2 separate regions of the Mus musculus genome follow, and region 1 is linked to region 2. Evidence: chromatin contacts called from public HiChIP or PLAC-seq data. All regions are on one chromosome and are shown on one strand. Each heading gives the region's core, a stretch centred on a gene start, on an enhancer-like site or on the middle of the called end of the contact. The rest is flanking DNA. Distances are from core to core; before and after follow the strand shown.

Region 1 (3,682 bases), core at 1,007-3,506, 590 kb before region 2:
GTATGTCTGTGTATCATGTGTGTACCTAGAATCCACATAGGCTGAAGGGGAAACTGGACAGCTAGGGCTGGAGTTACAGGTGGTTGTGAGCCACCACGTGGGTGCTGGGAATTAAACCTAGTTCCTCTGGAAGAGCAACCAATGCTCTTGATTGCTGAGCCATGTCTCAAGCCCCTTGGTTAGATGATGATAATCTGGGATTGTATGCATTACCACCATATCCAGCAATGATTTTTTAAAAAGATTTATCTATCTATCTATCTATCTATCTATCTATCTATCTATCTATTTATTTATTTATTATATGTAAGTACACTGTAGCTATCTTCAGGCGCACCAGAGAGGGCATCAGATCTCATTATGGGTGGTTGTGAGCCACCATGTGGTTGCTGGGATTTGAACTTTGAACCTTTGGAAGAGTAGTCGGGTGCTCTTACCCACTGAGCCATCTCACCAGCCTGATTTTTTTTTTTTAAATGAGAAAAGTTATTCCAGCTTATAAGCTTAAGAAAGAACTGCTATGGGTCAGAGACTCACACAGAAATGTTAGGAGACAACTGCAGTGGTCTAGGGGTGTGCTCTTGAATCTGTAGCATGGCTTCTGGGATAGACCAGCTTCATACATGGGAGCTATTGTACTGGTGGGTGCTGCTATCCTTATTACCACTATGATCAAGACATTAATGAAAGGTCAACGCTACAGGGCGTGGTAGTAGGAAAAAAAACCTACAAGTTTAGAGTAGCAATACTGCTTTATCCATGCTAGCTAGAATCAAATTGTTTACAATGAAACCAAGGATTACAGAGGCAACAGCCCGAAGGCACAACGGCTACATAAATTTCCAATGACTCATTCCCAAGACTGACCTACACAGCCACACCCCAAGTACCCACACCCCTTTTCCTGTTCAGTGCTTGAAAAAAAATTCAGGCATCCGTTCCCTTTGGTTTATAGGTAGCAAATTCTAACAACCCCACACACCACACACTTAAACAAAGCTCCTTCCATTTTCTATCATTTCACAGCTCCAAGGCACCAAGGAAATTTATTATTCTTGTTATACTGTGGTCCCAAGGATCTGAATTCTTAGAAGTTGCTCTTAAAGAAGTTCTTATTCCATGCCCCAAATTCAGTTTATTACAATCTATACATTTTTAAATTCTTTATTACTTAGAAAAACATCATTAATTTATTTCCTGTGTGTGTGTGTGCAGGTCAGAGGACAATTTGCTGGAACTGGTTCTGGGTCTAGAATTCAGGTCCCAAGACTTGGTAGCAAGCGCCCTCATAGCTAGCATGTGCTCTGTCGCTGGCCCCAAGCTTCCTATTTTTATTTAGCTTTGATTCTGGACTTGACCCTTCAACACTTTCAGTTTTTCTGTTCAATAAGCACAGTTGATCCTGTTATGGACTCATTTAGGACACAGAGACTCAACCATAAACCTTGCTACCATACATCTGTTTTACACAATCTCGTAAGGACTTTAGCTCTCACAGCACCAACCTAGGCACAGAGATTTTGGTGCTTTGTCGACCTTTTGACGTATAAAGGCAAACAGTTCTACTACCAGAGGTTTGGCAACCCATCTTTTTAGACACATTCTTGGAAAGCCTAGCAGAATGTCAAATGGTAAGACACTGTGAGGGTCTCCAAAAGACCCTCCCAGGAAGAGGAAAAGGAAAGTCAGATTAAAAGTTACTCGTGCAATAGTTTGTCCTGCTTTCTGCCTGTTAAACGGGAACTTTTATTAAATATGGACTTTCCGATTGTCCCTTCTCTCAAAGTGTTCTCACTGCTGGCTTTGGGTAGTTGACTGGGATTTAAAACCGAAGGGTCTGTTACTGTCATCTCTTTTCCCCACCAAACAAAGAACTAGTCACTGGCTGAGAGTGTGGGGACCCGCCAGAGTGGTCTCTCAGGAGGTCAAGCTGGCTGTCTAGTCCCACTTCTGGTGGCAGGATCAGGCCCAAAGGCCAGAGGGCCGGACCGGGTTCGTAAGGCCCACGGAGGAAGAAGGCAGGGCGGCGGGAGCTGACAGAGTCAGGAAGGGACCCGCTACGGCGTGCGTGGGTGCGTGCGGGATGGCAGGGCCCTCTCCCTAGGCAGTTCAACGGCAGAACCGTCTCCACCCAAGCGGAGGAGAGAGAGCAGTGCTCGCAGCTCCGGACCAGTCCCAACTTGGCCGCATCACGTGACCTAGCTCAGGGGCGGGGGCAAGCGGCCCGCCCGGCCCCGCCCACCCCGCGCGCATGCGTGTCGTCCGGGGCGCTGAAATTCAAATTTTGAACGGCCGTGGTAGCCTACCGACTCCGTGGGTGCGGAGGGCAGAGCCGACTGGGTGTGAGAGCGCCCGCCGCCTCGACTGCAGTCCTCCTCCAGGAGCTGCGCCGAGCCTGCACTCACTTCTTTCCTCTTCCTGAGTTTGAACCGTCGGACCCACCGTCTAGCCGTCCACTGGTGAGGCCTGGGGCGATGGACCCGTTTACCGAGGTGAGAGACTCTGCGGGCGCTGTGAACCATGACCCCTGCCGACTCCGGGACCCCCGCCCGCGCTGTCAGCCTGCGGCCAGCGTGGCGCGTGCGCACAGCGAGCGTGCAGCCGGACGGAAGCCGCGGGGTCGCAGCCGCCCCGGCTTCGCTGCTCCGTCCCTGGCTCTGGGGAAGGCAGGGCCTCAAAAACCCCATGCAAACCCCGAGCTCTGTAGTCGTTTAGCCTTCCTCCACTCCCCCAAGTGCTGGCTCGGGGTGTGAGCGCCTGGGCGCTCTGGCTTGAGCCTGCCCCCCCGGCTCCCGGGACTTAAAGCACGCTTCCCTCCATCCTTCATCCGTCTTGCTGTGACCCGGGAGAGTGCCGCTCAGGGGCCTAGTGGGACAAGCCCTGCCCTAAAGCTGGAATAGTTGGCAGGGTGGAGTCGGCCCAGTGACTCGTACTGTGTGCTTGGAATCTGATGGAAGTGATAAAGGACTTCACAGGCCCAGAGGAGCTTGAGCGCTTAAGAATCCTGTGATGAAACCACCGAAGTCTAAATGAGCAGGTGCTTTAGCCTGGCGTCCTTCATAAGTCACGGCTCTACTAACTTTAGAAAGAAAGTCTCATGCACAGGGTTGATACTGGTTGAAAGGAAACAGGGCTTATAGTTACCTCAGCGTGTACAAAACAAAATTATAAGTGTATGCTGTAGGGTTGGTACACCTCAGTGTTTATGTAGCGTATCATTTCAACAATGCTTTCCTCATCTCTTCCTTGGAAATAAGGTCTAGATTCCGTTGTTAATCTTATTATTTATGCCTAGTTTTAGCTTCACGTTGCAGCTGTACACCGACATTCAGGATTGCGTGTTGCTGTTGGCCCATTCTTTTATTGCAGGACAGTTCCTCTTTTTCTTTTGCTTCAAGCTGTTCTTTAAATTTCAAGACTTGTGAGTTTTGTAAAGTGGGCATACAGTGTTTCTGTACTACATTGAAAAATGTCGTAGAGGATAGTAATAATTTATTTTGGGTAGTGTAGTTAACAATTCCATAAGCTAAGCCCAAGATACTAGTTAAGGATTTCAACAATTAAAGATTTCAACTTGACAGTTATGCTGCCCCACACACCCTGTGCTCCGTTTGAAGTTCTCAGTTATCTTGAGGAAAACAACATTTTGATAACGTTAGAATTTCTAATAGAGGACTGGAGA
Region 2 (3,282 bases), core at 18-2,517:
GTGCATGGGTGCCATGACACACATGTGGAGTCAGAGGACAGTTTGCAGAACTCAGTTCTCCCCTTCCACTGTATAGATCGCAGGCATTGAGCTTTCAGGCTTGCAGCAGGCACCTTCGTCTTGACATCTGACGAGCCTCCCCTTGGTCATCCACTTATTTTTTGAGACAGGTCTCATTGAACCTGGAGTTCATAGATGCAGCTAGGTTCACTGGCTGGTAAGCCCCAGCCATAGAGATCTGCCCAGCCCCCAGAATTCGGCTTACAGGTAAACTTGTGGGCCCAACTCTTATGTAGATGCTGGAGTTCGAACTCAGATCCTAGTTCACACCGGCAGGCAGTTTACCCACTGAGACATCCACCTGTCACGTGTGCTAAGCAGAGGCTTCCAGGAAGCTATATTTTTCCTCTTTCCTCCCCTTCCCTTCCTCTCTCTTTCTTTCTTTCTTCCTTTCTTTCTTTCCTGTTGTTTTGTCTTTAGTTTGTTTATTTTGAGACAGTCTCTCCTGGCTCAGAATTACTGGAGTAGAAGGTGACCTCTCTAGTACTTGATCGCCCTGGCTCCACATCTTTCATGTGCTGGGACTACAGGTGTGCAGTCCCGCTGTGAGAGTGGCTTCAGAAAGTCCAGTGCAAACAGAAGTTCATCTCTGGACTAGGGTGTAGTTTAGAGGCAGAGTGATTAGCATTCAGAGTCCTGGGGTCCATCCCCAACCTCACAAAATCAATAAACCACGCCCTGTGATTTGTGTCAGCCCAAGAGTAGTATGAAGGGAATTTTCTGAACACACTTAACAGATGGGTCATGTGATTGACCCCATTTTGCTGATGGGGAAACTGAGGCACAACTTCAATTTCAGGAGATTGGGGTGTGGGTGCTGCAATCTTAGAGTTTGGGTCGGCGGTCACGCCATGGTGCACCCGGCCTGCAGCTGGAAGACTTCCAGCTGCTGGCGGCCAACGGGGGAGGGGTGACCTCCAGTCGCCGCTACCGCACCCGCCCTCGAGCTGGGCTGCGGCCAGCTCCGCCCCCTGCAGCGTCCAGCTGCGAAGGGCGGGCACCAGGCTTGGAGAAGCGGGGACCCTGTCCGGAGGGCTGGTGGCCAGGAGCCGACTGAGACCCTAGGACGTGCTCAGGCCGCAGCGAGAGCGCGTGCACCCCCACGACCACCCTTCAACTTCGCCCCCAGGCCCCGCGGCCGAGGCGCCCGGGAGACTGGAGGGGCGTGGCTTTCTGGTGGGGGCGTGGCTACCGCGCTGGCTCCGCAAGCTTGCGGCGACTGAGGCGGAGCGGGCAGGACGCCTGGGACGGCGGAGGCTCGAGCGTGCCAGGCGAGTGGGACGGAGGGCTGATCGGGGTGGCGTGGGGTCCGGGCTACTCTAGGGGCACTATCAGGATTTCTAACCCACCTCCAACCCGAGGCTACAAGCTCGCACACTCTCTCTTAGCTGGTCCCTCTCAAGTCTTAACATCTGCGCCCAAACTTTGCAAACCGGAGCGTCTGGGTCCCCGCGCTCCTCTCCCCTCCCCAGCCCTGACCTGGGCCCTGCTTCCCTTGCCCCTAGCCCACCTCTATGCCTTTATCATTCCCTGCCTCTCTTCCTCTGCTCCGCCACTCTCGTCTAGCTCTGTCCCCTAACCTTCCCAGGTCCCCGCTCTCGCAGCTCCGGGTGGCCGGACCAGGCCCCTCAGCGGCGGGAAGGCATCCGGGCGTCCGGCCGGGCTGGGCCTGGCTGCTGGGCGGGTGTGGGGATCAGCAGATGTTTGCCATTAGACTGGGACCCCGCAGGCCCCGCCCCCTCCCCGCCCGGGGCGGGGTCCTCCTCACCCCCAACTTTAGGGGCGGAGGGAGCGCGGCAGGAAAACCCCCAGATCCCAGATTCACCCAGGCTGGTGGTGGGGGGGGGTGCACTCTGGGGAGACCCTGTGGCCCTTTCCTGGAAACTCCCACCTGTTGATTCTTCCAGCCTCCTTCCGCCTCTCTCATCCCGGGATCTTGTGGAGAGAGGGGCCTCCTCCGACTCCCGCCACGGAGTTACCAGCCTGAGGTTAGATAACGAGACCCGTAGACCTCCATCGCTCCATCTGGAGAGTAAGATGTATAGGGTCTAGGGGTGCTTTGGGCGAATCTGCCCCGTTTTAGGTTCAAGTCAGAGATCTGCCTGCCTCCGCCTCCCAAGTGCTGGGATTAAAGGCATGTGAGGCTACACTCAGCTTGCAAGATCTTTTTCCAAAAACATAAGCATGGCTGGGGATGGAGAACGTGGGCCTAGCATGTATGAAACCGGGGGTTCCACCCCAGAATGTATGGTGTGGTGTGGTGTAGCCAGCCACGCCAGCACTTATGAGGTGCAGGCTGGAGGATCAGGATTTCAGGGTCATCCCCAGCCACATAGTGAGTTTGAGGCCAGCCTGGGCTACAGGAAACTGCCTTAAATAACCAAACAAAACGGTGTGGTAATTATTCATTATTCATTCCACCTCAGTGCCCCTAGCCCAGGCTACCCCAATTCTGCTCCCTACTTCTGTGTCTCTCTTAAGTCCTCAGAAAATATTTTGGACTAACTTCCTGTCCTTGGAGGTTCTGAGGCTCCAGGCAGATGCAGAGCCAATTTTATCTACAACTGGTAACTGCATTTCAGGTGTTCATGCCAGCAAAGTGAGGGCAGAGACGTGAGGAGACACAAACTGGAGGGACAGAGCTATGGAGGGGAACTAAGCCAGAGGGAAGGACCATCCGAGGCCTGCCTTCATGCCCAGCAGGCGCCCCATCTGATCCACCCTCCCAGGCACCCACTGTCCCAACATCTACAGCCTAGAGTGGCCTGCTCTGGAGGGTGAGATGGGTGGAGGTGTCTGCAGCAAAGCAGCTGCAGGGCAGACAACAGAAAGGACTGACCTTGGCTAACCTCCAGGGTTGAAGTGGGCTTAGCAAGAAGTCTTGATTATCCCCACTCTGCAGCCTGTAGGCCCCCCTCTTTACTTCCATCTCTATGACTTTCCAGTCTTTCACCCCACTCTATCCCTACTGTATCCCCCCCCCCAACCCAGACACATCCTGAGGGGGCAGGAAGTTCTATGTAGCTGGGCAGTGAAACTGTTTATTTTTAGAGAAAATTGTTTCCATAAAGAGGAAGGCTTCTCAGAACTTGTATCCTCACCACTTTCCCGACCCTCCACAAGGGCCTGGACTGGCTCTCTGCTTTGAGGTCGCCGAGGGGTCCCACCTCCATGTTGTCCCTTACCCCCCTCTGCAACCCCACTGGAGTGTCCCTGTTAGCA

What was found. HiChIP or PLAC-seq counts read pairs in DNA pulled down with a chosen protein or histone mark.
Region 1: a contact with region 2 is called in an HNF4G HiChIP or PLAC-seq map of pancreatic cancer cells. The contact joins the promoter of Anln here to the promoter of Kank2 in region 2. A contact is called at or near these places in 1 of 39 promoter capture datasets (pre-B cells) and 1 of 115 datasets of contacts at active chromatin or transcription factors (pancreatic cancer cells).

What each region holds. Positions count from the first base shown.
Region 1 is chr9:22,387,780-22,391,461 of GRCm38.p6, reverse strand. It overlaps Anln (anillin, actin binding protein), which reads left to right and starts at 2,256. Exons shown (of 24, transcript NM_028390.3): 1 at 2,256-2,492. The coding sequence starts at 2,475. It also overlaps a transcript of 9530077C05Rik not described here.
Region 2 is chr9:21,796,531-21,799,812 of GRCm38.p6, reverse strand. It overlaps Kank2 (KN motif and ankyrin repeat domains 2), which reads left to right and starts at 1,267. Exons shown (of 12, transcript NM_145611.4): 1 at 1,267-1,331.